Regions from separate parts of the Sus scrofa genome. Here region 2 is linked to region 1. A link is a contact called in public HiChIP or PLAC-seq data. All regions are on one chromosome and are shown on one strand. The core of a region is the stretch at or near the end of the contact, and the rest is flanking DNA. Distances in the headings are between cores, read along the strand shown. Region 1 has its middle 170 kb from the start of RFC3. Region 2 overlaps LOC102159559 (a long non-coding RNA gene).

What was found. HiChIP or PLAC-seq counts read pairs in DNA pulled down with a chosen protein or histone mark.
Region 2: an H3K27ac HiChIP or PLAC-seq map of skeletal muscle shows a contact between it and region 1, with 3 times the contacts expected there. The contact joins two enhancer-like sites. A contact is called at or near these places in 1 of 47 Hi-C or Micro-C datasets (heart right ventricle) and 1 of 2 datasets of contacts at active chromatin or transcription factors (skeletal muscle).

The regions. Positions count from the first base shown.
Region 1 is chr11:10,315,527-10,320,468 of Sscrofa11.1, forward strand. It overlaps a transcript of RFC3 not described here. Among named protein-coding and RNA genes, the nearest start is that of RFC3, 170 kb to the left of the region's middle. Within about 2 kb of position 2,380, at least 1 of the 83 cell types and tissues checked has an H3K27ac peak or open chromatin away from gene starts, as enhancers often do. A contact at or near this core is called in skeletal muscle, where this site is marked.
Region 2 is chr11:10,911,314-10,916,752 of Sscrofa11.1, forward strand. All of the region lies in intron 7 of LOC102159559 (a long non-coding RNA gene), which reads right to left. Among named protein-coding and RNA genes, the nearest start is that of NBEA, 170 kb to the right of the region's middle. Within about 2 kb of position 1,683, at least 24 of the 83 cell types and tissues checked have an H3K27ac peak or open chromatin away from gene starts, as enhancers often do. A contact at or near this core is called in skeletal muscle, where this site is marked.

The DNA.
Region 1 (4,942 bases), core at 1,130-3,629:
TGACAGCAGAATGAATGTTTTGATGAATTTGTTTCAGGGACTAGTCAAGTGCTCCCATTAAGCCCAGGAGAAATTAGATTGAGTAAATACCCTCAGCCTGTGTCATCATGAAAGAAGAATAAAGTGTTCATTAAAAACTAATTGGTAAGCAATTTGCAAATGAAAAACTCGTTTCTTCCTTTCTTTTTTTTTTTTTTTTTTCCTCTCTCTCTCTTGTCAAGATCACCAAAGCTGTGATGGAAACGCCAGGAGCAAAGAAGTAAATCTTGCATTTCCATTTGACATTTCTTGCTGCCTAGAATCTTTAGGCTCAGACAGAGCATGTGGACACTTATGCGATGGGATTCGATGGATAATACATATATGCTCTAGGTCTGATGTGTCCTCCTGGATATCCAAAAATCCCTCAATTCAAAGTCAGTGATTTTGAATTAAGATACTGTGTGTCCTCCATACTCCTTTAAAAAATGCAAACATCCAAGGAAGGGGACTATTTTTATTCATTAACATCTTTGCCTAAATTTGTTTCTCCAAAGCGGCTTTGGTCACTCCACAGAGCCCTGAGGAAATGGGAGGAGGTCAGAGAAGTCCCTTGGGGATGATGGAGAGAAGGGTGTGTGGGTGTTGGGTTAGTTTGGGAGGATGGCAGAACCCAAGTGCTCTAGAGAGCAGATTAGACATCTGAGGGGATGTTTTTTGTTTGTTTGTTTGTTTGCTTTTTAGGGCCCCACCCACAGCATATGGAGGTTCTGAGGCTAGGAGTCCAGTCAGAGCTACAGCTGCCAGCCTACACCATAGCCACAGCAACAAAGGATGTGAGCTGCGTCTGCTACCTATACCACGGCTAACAGCAACGCCGGACCCTTAACCCGCTGAGTGAGGCCAGGGATTGAGCCCTCAACCTTATGGTTCCTAGTGGGATTCGTTTCTGCTATGCCACAATGGGAACTCCTAAAGGGATTTCTTCCTTCCTTCCTTCCTTTCTTTCTATTTATATATGTATTTTTTTCTACTGTACAGCATGGTGATCCAGTAACACATACAGTATACATACTTTTTCTCACATTACATGTTCCATCATAAGTGACTAGACAGAGTTCCCAGTGCTGCAGAGCAGGATCTCATTGCTAATCCATCCTGAAGGCAACATTCTGCATCTATTTACCCCAAGCTCCCTGTCCTTCCCACTCCCTCCCCTTCCCCCTTGGCAACCACAAGTCTATTCTCCAAGTCCATGATTTTCTTTTCTGTGGAAAGGTTCCTTTGCGCTGTATATTAGATCCCAGATGTAAGTGATGTCATATGGTATTTGTCTTTCTCTTTCTGACTTACTTCACTCAGGATGAGAGTCTCTAGTTCCATCCATGTCGCTGCAAATGGCATTATTTTGTTCTTTTTTATGGCCAAGTAGTAGTCCGTTGTGTATATGTACCACATCTTCCTAATCCAATCATATATGATGGACATTTGGGTTGATTCCATGTCTTGGCTATTGTGAGTAGTGCTGCAGTGAACATGTGGGTGCATGTGTCCTTTTAAGGAGAGTTTTGATGTATTTTTAAAAGGGATATAAAAAGGTAACCAGGAAAGTGCTCCTATGACCGCTCTTCTGTAGGCAAAGACCCTTTTCATCTCAGTACAGCTATGATGGGGAAAACAAAAGTGAAAAAGCAAACAAAAGCACAGGGACAATTGTGGGCTGAGTTTTTGGATTCTAAAACTATTACCATTGATCCCAGATGACTTCAGGCCACACCTTCTTGGCCTCTGCTTGTCTTTGGTACGTAGCCCTGGACACTGCTCTTCCTACTCACTTTATCCACCTTCATCCCTTGTAGCCTCAGGAGCTGGAGGCAGAGTCTCAATTTTATTGGCCATGGTACCCTATTTACTCATTTTCCCCTCTTTAAAGAAAGGGATTGGGAATTAACCTGTCAATTGTAAGACCCTTCTCAATTTCAGAGATTTTATGCTGGGAAAAAGTGCATCTTAGAGTTAAGAAAACACATTAATAAGTAACAGTAGGAGAGAGAGGGCTGGTGACCCTCACTGGGTAGACAACAGTCTTTTGGAACCAGATGGTCACGTATTCACAGACAGTCAGACACATAGAAGCTCGCCCGCCACCCAGTGTGACGGACAGTTTACCCTCAGAGGCTGCTCAGAAAAAAGCACCCACTACACTCCGTGCTTGGGTCACACCAAATTTCTGGAATCCAGAGGCTCACGCTTTCTGGGTCCAGTGTAGAACCTCCAGAACAAAGCCTTCATTAGCAAACTTTGAAGCTGGGACCCCAGAACATTTAAAGACAGGAATGCCTCCCAGACGTGGCCATTAGTTTAACTTACCAAGAGGAGAGGCCAGGGGACACCGCTGGCAGCAGCTCTGTTCCTCTGGGCTGGCTCCCCGTCAGACCAGAAATATTCCGTCAGTGTCACCAAGTGATCCCATTCCACCTTAGTCATCTGTTTGGCGACATCGCCTCCTGTGTTCCTTGTGCCCCATGATTTCTACAGTGTCTTTTGCCCTCATTTGTAAATAGCTTTCAGAGACCTGAAATGAAATTGCATCTCCTTTTCTCTGTCTCCATCAGTCTGAGTCAGCTTCACTTGGCATCAACTGTGCCTTCTGGCCCTTTTAAAGACTCATTACTTTCACGGGGACGGGGAGCGGGGGATGATCACTCTGCAGGGTGGCGTGGAATGTGAGGGGACTGACAGGTAGTCCAGAGTTGAGGCCCCTGTCCCCACCCTCCTCAACGAGCTCACATCCCCCATGCCATTTAGTTATAAATACAGGCACCAGGTCAGCCGCCTTAGCTTAAAATGCTCGCATGTAATTTCCTCACACACATTTTAATCGGGTGAGTACCTGGCCTAGGGAAGGGTCCATTTCTTTCCTTGCTCTGTAGTAACTTCACTCTCTAAAATCATTTCCTCCCTTGACGTTGGCCTCACACAATTTCAGCTCAGAACAGAGGGAAGGGAATCACCAAAATAATAACACTGGCTGCCCACACTGCAGTTTTGTTCTATTTGTTTGTTTGTTTAAAAACTAGAAATAATAAGCAGATAGGCTATTTCTCTTAATGTCTCTAAATAGGTTAAAAGTGTCCAAGCTTGTTCTTTCTCTTAAGCTATTACGACATCTAATCTGAGCTAAAAGGAAGAGGTGCCCTAAGGGGGTGAATGACCAGGAAGAAACTGACCCCTTCGCAGCATGAGCAACCGGAGCGGTGCGGAGCCGGCATAAGGCCTTTGTTTCATGTGGATCTCAGATCTCAGCATCTCGCAGCACTCTTACACGTGGGGTGTAGCCAATGTTCTTAAACATAGGGCACGGAAGGAGTATTTTCATAATCTCTGTTTTAAAGATCTGACCACAAGGCTTTTGTTTATTGAGTTTATTGTAACAGGGGCTGGATATGAAAAGCAACAATATTGCTTCTGCTGTGGTTCCCTGTGGGGACAACAGTGTCCCCAGATTCTCAGCATCTTTCCATCATCTCCACCTGTCCTGGGCCTGGTTTTCCTCAGAGCCAAGGGCCTCACCTTGCCCTCCTCCACCCCCGCTTCTATCCAGGTGGAGAGAATATCCCATTCTTTCAGTGCCCTGCTTTCTCCTTCTTAGGCCACCAAAGGTAACCACCGACCTCCTAGGTTACCTCCGAGGATAGATTCTCTTACTTTAGAGGGGAAGAAAAGCCATTGTGGACCTGGAGGAAGGTCCTGAGCATCTGCAGACTGGCGTGTGGAAAGACTGCAGAACTAAGATTCAGAAGAACCAGAATAAAATCTTAATATTGCTCACTGGCTGTATAAATCTAAACAAGTGCATTAGCTTATCTGAGCCCCAGTTTATTCATCTTCATAATGGGGTTATTACTGTACATTTCATAGTGGTGTAAAAAGTAAGTGATTTTTGCAAATTGTCTATTTTCAGGAATCAGTACAAGGTTACCTACTTTACATTAACATTGGAGACATGGCTGTTTTCCCAGCCTCCTAACCTTATACCAGACATGGTTTCCTAAAAAAATTGGAGTTCCCTTGTGGCACAGTGGGTTAAGGATCCAGCATTTTCACTGCACCAGCTTGGCTCACTGCTACTGCACAGGTTATGGGAACTTTCACGTGCCATGGGTGCAGCCAAAAAAAAAAAAATTATTTCAGATGCCATTACATGTTTCAAAATGCTTTTAAAATGATAAAATATCATAAAACTATAAAGTAACACAGAATCCTTGGATTAAAATAAGATTGAATTATTATTTCATTAATTATTAGGACAAATGCCTAGTAGTCATTTTTGAGACCATTTCTGATTTTACCCCCAGCATCTAATCCATCAGCGAGTCCCACTGACTCTAACTCAGAATACATCTGCTAAGTATTGACATTTTTTCTCTCCACTGCTGTCACCCCAGGCTAAGAACCCTTATGGGTCTCTCTGTGGGTAGTGTAGACCAGCCCTGCTATGCAGGCACTGTATGGGGAGGTTATTTGTATTCACAAACAAAGGCAGGTCTCACCCAGCCACCTTCTCTGGAATGTAGAAGCCATCTGATCTGTTTGTTCACCACCAGGCTGAGAACAGCACCAGCCACAGGAAGGCATTAACAAGGATTTTTGAATGAATTATGCTTATTAAGGTTTTCTAGCAACAGTCCCACAGGGCAGGCATTGTTAGTCCATTTTACAAATAAGAAATCTGAGTGTCTTTATGTAAGTGATTAGTCCTTCCACAAAAGATTGGGGATTGGCTGGATCTAGTGCATTTTGGAGGGATTTCATGGAAGCAGAGCTGCACAGACAGGGCTCTACTTTGCAGGCTAGGGCAGCTCTGCCATCCCCAACTTCTCTTTCTTTTTATTTCATTGGAAATGTCTACTGGATCTTCTTTTAAATATTTTTATCTTACTTCTCCTCTACTAAATTTCAG
Region 2 (5,439 bases), core at 433-2,932, 600 kb after region 1:
GCTCGGTGTTTAAAATTCTCATCAAAGAAAATGTGAATAACCAGTTTACAACCTGTGAGAAAAAGGGAAAAGGATGCCTCCTTCTCATTGCCACAAGTTCAGATTCACAGTTAGCACGTGTAGTTGTGGGTGGCTATGCTTGTTTCTTAAAAGGAGATAATTGCACACACCACCAAATAACAAAACAAAAGGGGAAAACGTATGTGGGAGGTGGGAGTGAGATGTTAGAATAATTTAATTACTGTCAGGTGGTTTTCAAGCTGCACTAGGGAAAAAAGCCTAAACAAGATCTATTACCCAGAAAACAATTTGAGCTACCATCTCTGCTCATTTTTATCAAATGATCCCAAAAGTTTTCAAGAATTTGACAAACTTTACATTGATATATGAACCAGTGCTCTGAACACAAAGAGAGGTTCAATTAAGGCCTTAAAGGCCAATAACTTCCACTCCATTCGATGACTACTAATTGTGTATTACACATTGGTGAACACTGGGGCCATTACTAATAAAAACAACTCTCTGGCCTCCTCGGAACAGTATGGGCTGCTGAGGGTTCAGATAGAGACTTCGGAAATTCATCACCTATTTGTGTGAGGCCCCAAGCTTTTGGAAAACCAAGAGGGAAAGAAAAGACATGCCATGCCGTCTTGCAGCCTAGCTAGGACCTGTGGCCTCTGCCTTACTTTAGTGGCTTTGAGTTTTGAGGATGGCACTGAAAGGTACCACAGGTAGAGCATGAGGCAGGCTTGGTCTTTTTCCTGCATGGAAGAGCTACAACAGGGAACATGGTACCTGGGGTACCTCATGAGGTCCACCATGGTGTGAGAGCTCGAGGCCAGGAGAGAAGGAACCCTGGGAAGAGAGGTCCCCGTGTACTGAAGGCACATATTCCTATAAGACCCTGTAACTACAGCATTCTGTGCTCTGGAAGTGGCTTGGAGCACATATTAATGTGGACATGACAGGCCCATGACAGTGACGAAAGTTGCAACAATGCTCTGGAAAACTCAGAAATTGACAGGTGTAGATTAGAAAGGACCTGACAGAGAGAGAGATAACTGGATCATTCAGGACAGGCTTCATGTAAGGAAGCACGGTAGGCTGATTCAAATCATCTTTGGAATGACAGCCACACAAGCCAGATGAGAGAGTCCTAAATCTGGAAGCACTGGCTTGATGGACTGACTACCCATCTCTCCCCTCACTACCCCCCAACCCCCACCATTGCCATCTCCAAATCCCACACTGCAGCTTTGCTTTGAACTTGAAACCCTTTGAGGATAAAATAAACAAATAAATGCTCTGTGAAACGTCGTAAGTACAGCTATCACTGTTAGCTGTCAATGTGATCATAAATGTTGACATTAAACATCAAAGCATTCGAAGGATATAACAAGACTGGTTAGAAAACTGAGGTCTGTCGACATTCCTGAATGAACAGAAAATTACTACTGTCATCTTGACACACTACAGGGTTAATTACACACTAATAGAAGTCAACAACTGTTGTGCCATTACCGTTACTGAAATCCAAATGGCATTGTTTTGTTTGTGGATCATTGGATTAAAGATATTAGGGCCGGTGAATTAATCTTTGCATTCCTTCCCGTAGACACAGCACAGCCAAGTGCTTGTTTACTTGGCCTGCTCTCTGTTACTCAGAGAGAAGCCCTTGGGCTGAACCGAGCCCCTTGGTTACAAGTACGTCATCAGCCACACTTCAACCAGGAAACACAGGGCTCTCAGGAAGTGCACTTGATAATGAAGCAGAGTGAGCCAAAATTAGCCAATAATCAGCATTACCCTTCATCCTGAAATGATGCAATCATATTTAACAAGGTAGTCAAGCGTCGGAGATCAGCCTGGTGGACATATAAGATCTCTTTCCTACGTCTGTCATCCGTTCCTGTAATTTTAAACAACCAGGTTTTAATAACTTCCCAGTGTTTCAACTTCTCTTTTTCAAAATCTCAGAAATAGGCATTAGTAGTAGGATTTATTGTTCATATGGGTGGCAAATTTACTAGACAATAAGCTCTTTAACACTAGGGACAAGCTTTTTTTTTTTTCCTCCTGCATTTTAGGGCTGCAACCTTGGCTTATGGAAGTTCCCAGGCTAGGAGTCCCATTAAAACTGTAGTTGCTGGCCTACACCATAGCCACAGCAACACAGGATCCAAGCCGCATCTTTGACCTACACCACGGCTCACGCAGCACAGGATCCTTAACTCACTGAAGAAGGCCAGGGATTGAACCCGAATCCTCATAGATACTGTTGAGTTCATAACCCACTGAGCCACAAGAGGAATTCCCAAATGCCAAGGAGAAAGTTTTACCCTTTCTTGTATCTTCTGAACAGGATGTTTGGTACAGAAAATATTTAATGTCTGCTAAATTATTCACAATTTGAAAACTAAATGATAAATTAGTCCTAATAGTCATTAAGTGATTGAACAGGCTTTCTTATTGCCCACTGGCACTATTAAGCACAAGGATGGGAATGACCTAGCCCCAGATCATAGCTGACAAAATCACATGGAAAAGCCTGTGCGGCTGCCTAGCCCATGGAGCCATGAGCCTGCCTAAACAGATTTAACTCTGTAACAGGCACTCCTCCACTAACGCAGAGAAAAACAGCTTTGTTAAGACTCTGCGATTCTAAGGCTCACTTATTTCAGGTTACTTGCTTTTTGCAGGCACTGCATAAATACAAAAAAAAAAAAAAATACAGTGCTGAAAGTAAAGACTTTTTTTTTTAAATTTTCATTCCTAGAAAATTCATAGGAATTATTGTCTTGTGGTGAGTCCAGCTGGAATTCTCTTTATCCTGGAGAGCACACAGCACACAAAGGTACTGAAGCACCATTCCCAAAGAATGACAGAATCCTGTTTCTTTTCCCTAGTGATTTATAGGCTAACACCTGAGTGGCTCTTTAAAGCAAAAGCACCCGAGCTTGGCATCACGAAACTATTAATCAGTATGTAGCCCTGCACAGACTCTGGAGTGAAAACAACTAGGTTTGAGGTCTGGCACTTATTAGCTGTGTAACCTTGGACAAATAACCTATCTGAGCCTTGGTTATTATAACTATTCCTATCTCTCAACCTTCTTTTGAGACCCAGATGAAGCCAAGTATATTATGAGAGCTTCTGTATACCATAAAACAAATTACACGTCATTCATTATTGTTTTAGAGATGCTTCTTTCTGTATATATAGAAGGTAAAGATCTAAACTGCAGGAAAATGCCCAATTTTAAAAAAAGCAATAATTCAAAGAGCTATAGATACAAATTGGAGTGAATCCCAGTGTGATAGAGTGACTGAAAACCAAATCCTGGATTTAACCAGGTGTCCAGAGACACCAGTGCACACCTGGAAGTTAATAATGTTTTTCCGTACAAGTCTGTTTAGAAGAGAAAAGAATTTGGCTCTCAGTTCTGGTGCCTCCACTATCAGAGTGATTTTGATACCCAGAAATTGTAAGAAGTGACACTGGCTCAATGTCTTCCACATATTTTCAATTTCTTAATTTAAACTTTAACACTATTATGTATCACATAGGCATCTAGAGCTTTTTATGCAGGTCTAAAAACCTAATTTTAGAACTGTCCAGACATTTGTGAGAAGTATTACTCTTGGTAGAAACAAATAAAAGGGCCATAACATCCAAAGCATGAGTGAGACACTGCCCCCAAAACAGGCTTTCAATGATTTTATGCTTTCCTATAAACCTGTGTGCCTTCTCTGTAAAATAAGCAATTTTCCTGACATTTTTTAATGACCCAGTTCCTCTAGACATTAAGGGACAAATTTTTTATGGATTTTAGTCCTTTTCTATTTGGAACAATTGTGTATTTTATGGAGGAGTATATACCCAGTTACCATATCTTTCCCGAGTTTCTAGTTAACCTTTCCTCTGCACAGTTGGATTGCTGGTGTAAATTTCTCAGAGAACCTTTAATTTTCTTCTCTTTTCTTCTGTCCCCCCTCTCCTTCCCCTTTGCGTCCTCCCGGCAACTGTCAAGGCTCGCCTGACACTGAAGCAGGAGGAACAGATGGCTCCCCAGCTCTCCTCTCGGGGTGTTAGCAAGCTGCATGTGGAGAACCCACACGGAGGGAAGAATTTAGGTCCCAAACACATTTATGCTCCTCTGAAGACAAGGTAACTTTTCCTCCTCTCTGCACCGAAATCAAACTGAGACTGATCCACGGAGAGTCTGGTGACGTTCGCAGCTGGATGCTGTACTCTGCTCCTCCCTGTGAGCAGTCAGTCTCCATGGAGACAGACGCTCAACAGAAGAATCACGACGGGGCCAGGTGGGGACCAGGAGTAGCAGGGGAGACGCCAAGAGTCAACAGATGGGGAAAAACAAGAAACACCAAATGGGAGACTCAATGGTTTGGGTGGGAGAATTTACCTTCTAGCTGATTCTTAAAATGTTTCATCACAAAAAAATAAAATAAATAGAAGACTATTTAGGTGAGTAAAACTAAATCTTTAGTAGTTAATTACATACAATTTCCTTAGGATCAGAGCATTTTATAATCATTTCAGTGCTTATCACTGTAGATCTACTCAACTTGCATTAAGCAGAATTAGTGAGAAAGTAGTTGATCATGAAAACGGTTCCCTTTCACTTGGCAAATAATCGCATCCCCATTTAAAGCCCTCATCAAGTTGCACACACGGTATGATCTATTAAGCTCTTGGCTTTCTCTAGCATCTCATTAATTTCAGAGAATGATTTCTAATGATCACATTTCAGAAACTGTCAGAAACATTTTTCTCCTTTTGTTGCTTGTCGCCAAGCGAGAACAATCTTGTAATGACAACACACGTCTCAACATGCCTTTTCATAATGAGTCTTTAGGGGAAAATTCAACTTATGAGAATTAAGAAAACAGTCTGCTACTTCCCATAACATCAAAATCATAGGAACATAGTTTTGTATGCATAATACCACATGACTGTAACGCTGGCATTGGGGATGGTTATATCCTACAGATTACAAGCCATCACTGCTCGTCAATTTAAATGTAGTATTATTTGCACTTGTCAATATATACACTTTAAAGTCACTGACACCATATAATTTGTTCTCTAAGAACTAAGGAATCAAAGGGAAATGTGAAAGGTCAAAACAAATTCCCAGCTTTGCCTCTCAACAATTACATGCCACACATCACAGAAAGCTAATGTGCTCAATATTATAACTTCTAAAAAGCAGGAATATGTTCATTTTGTTACTTTCCACCATCCCTCAGGATTAACCTTAGTCATTAATATGACTTGTTTTCAAAAATAAAACAGTGACAAAAAAATCAGTGCTGGAAATAAGACTAGTAAATGAGGTGCATTTATCTAAAATCCTCTGTCTTTGAAACCAAGAGTGACTTGCCATTTGGGACTTACAAGCAGCTGTGACAGCCAATG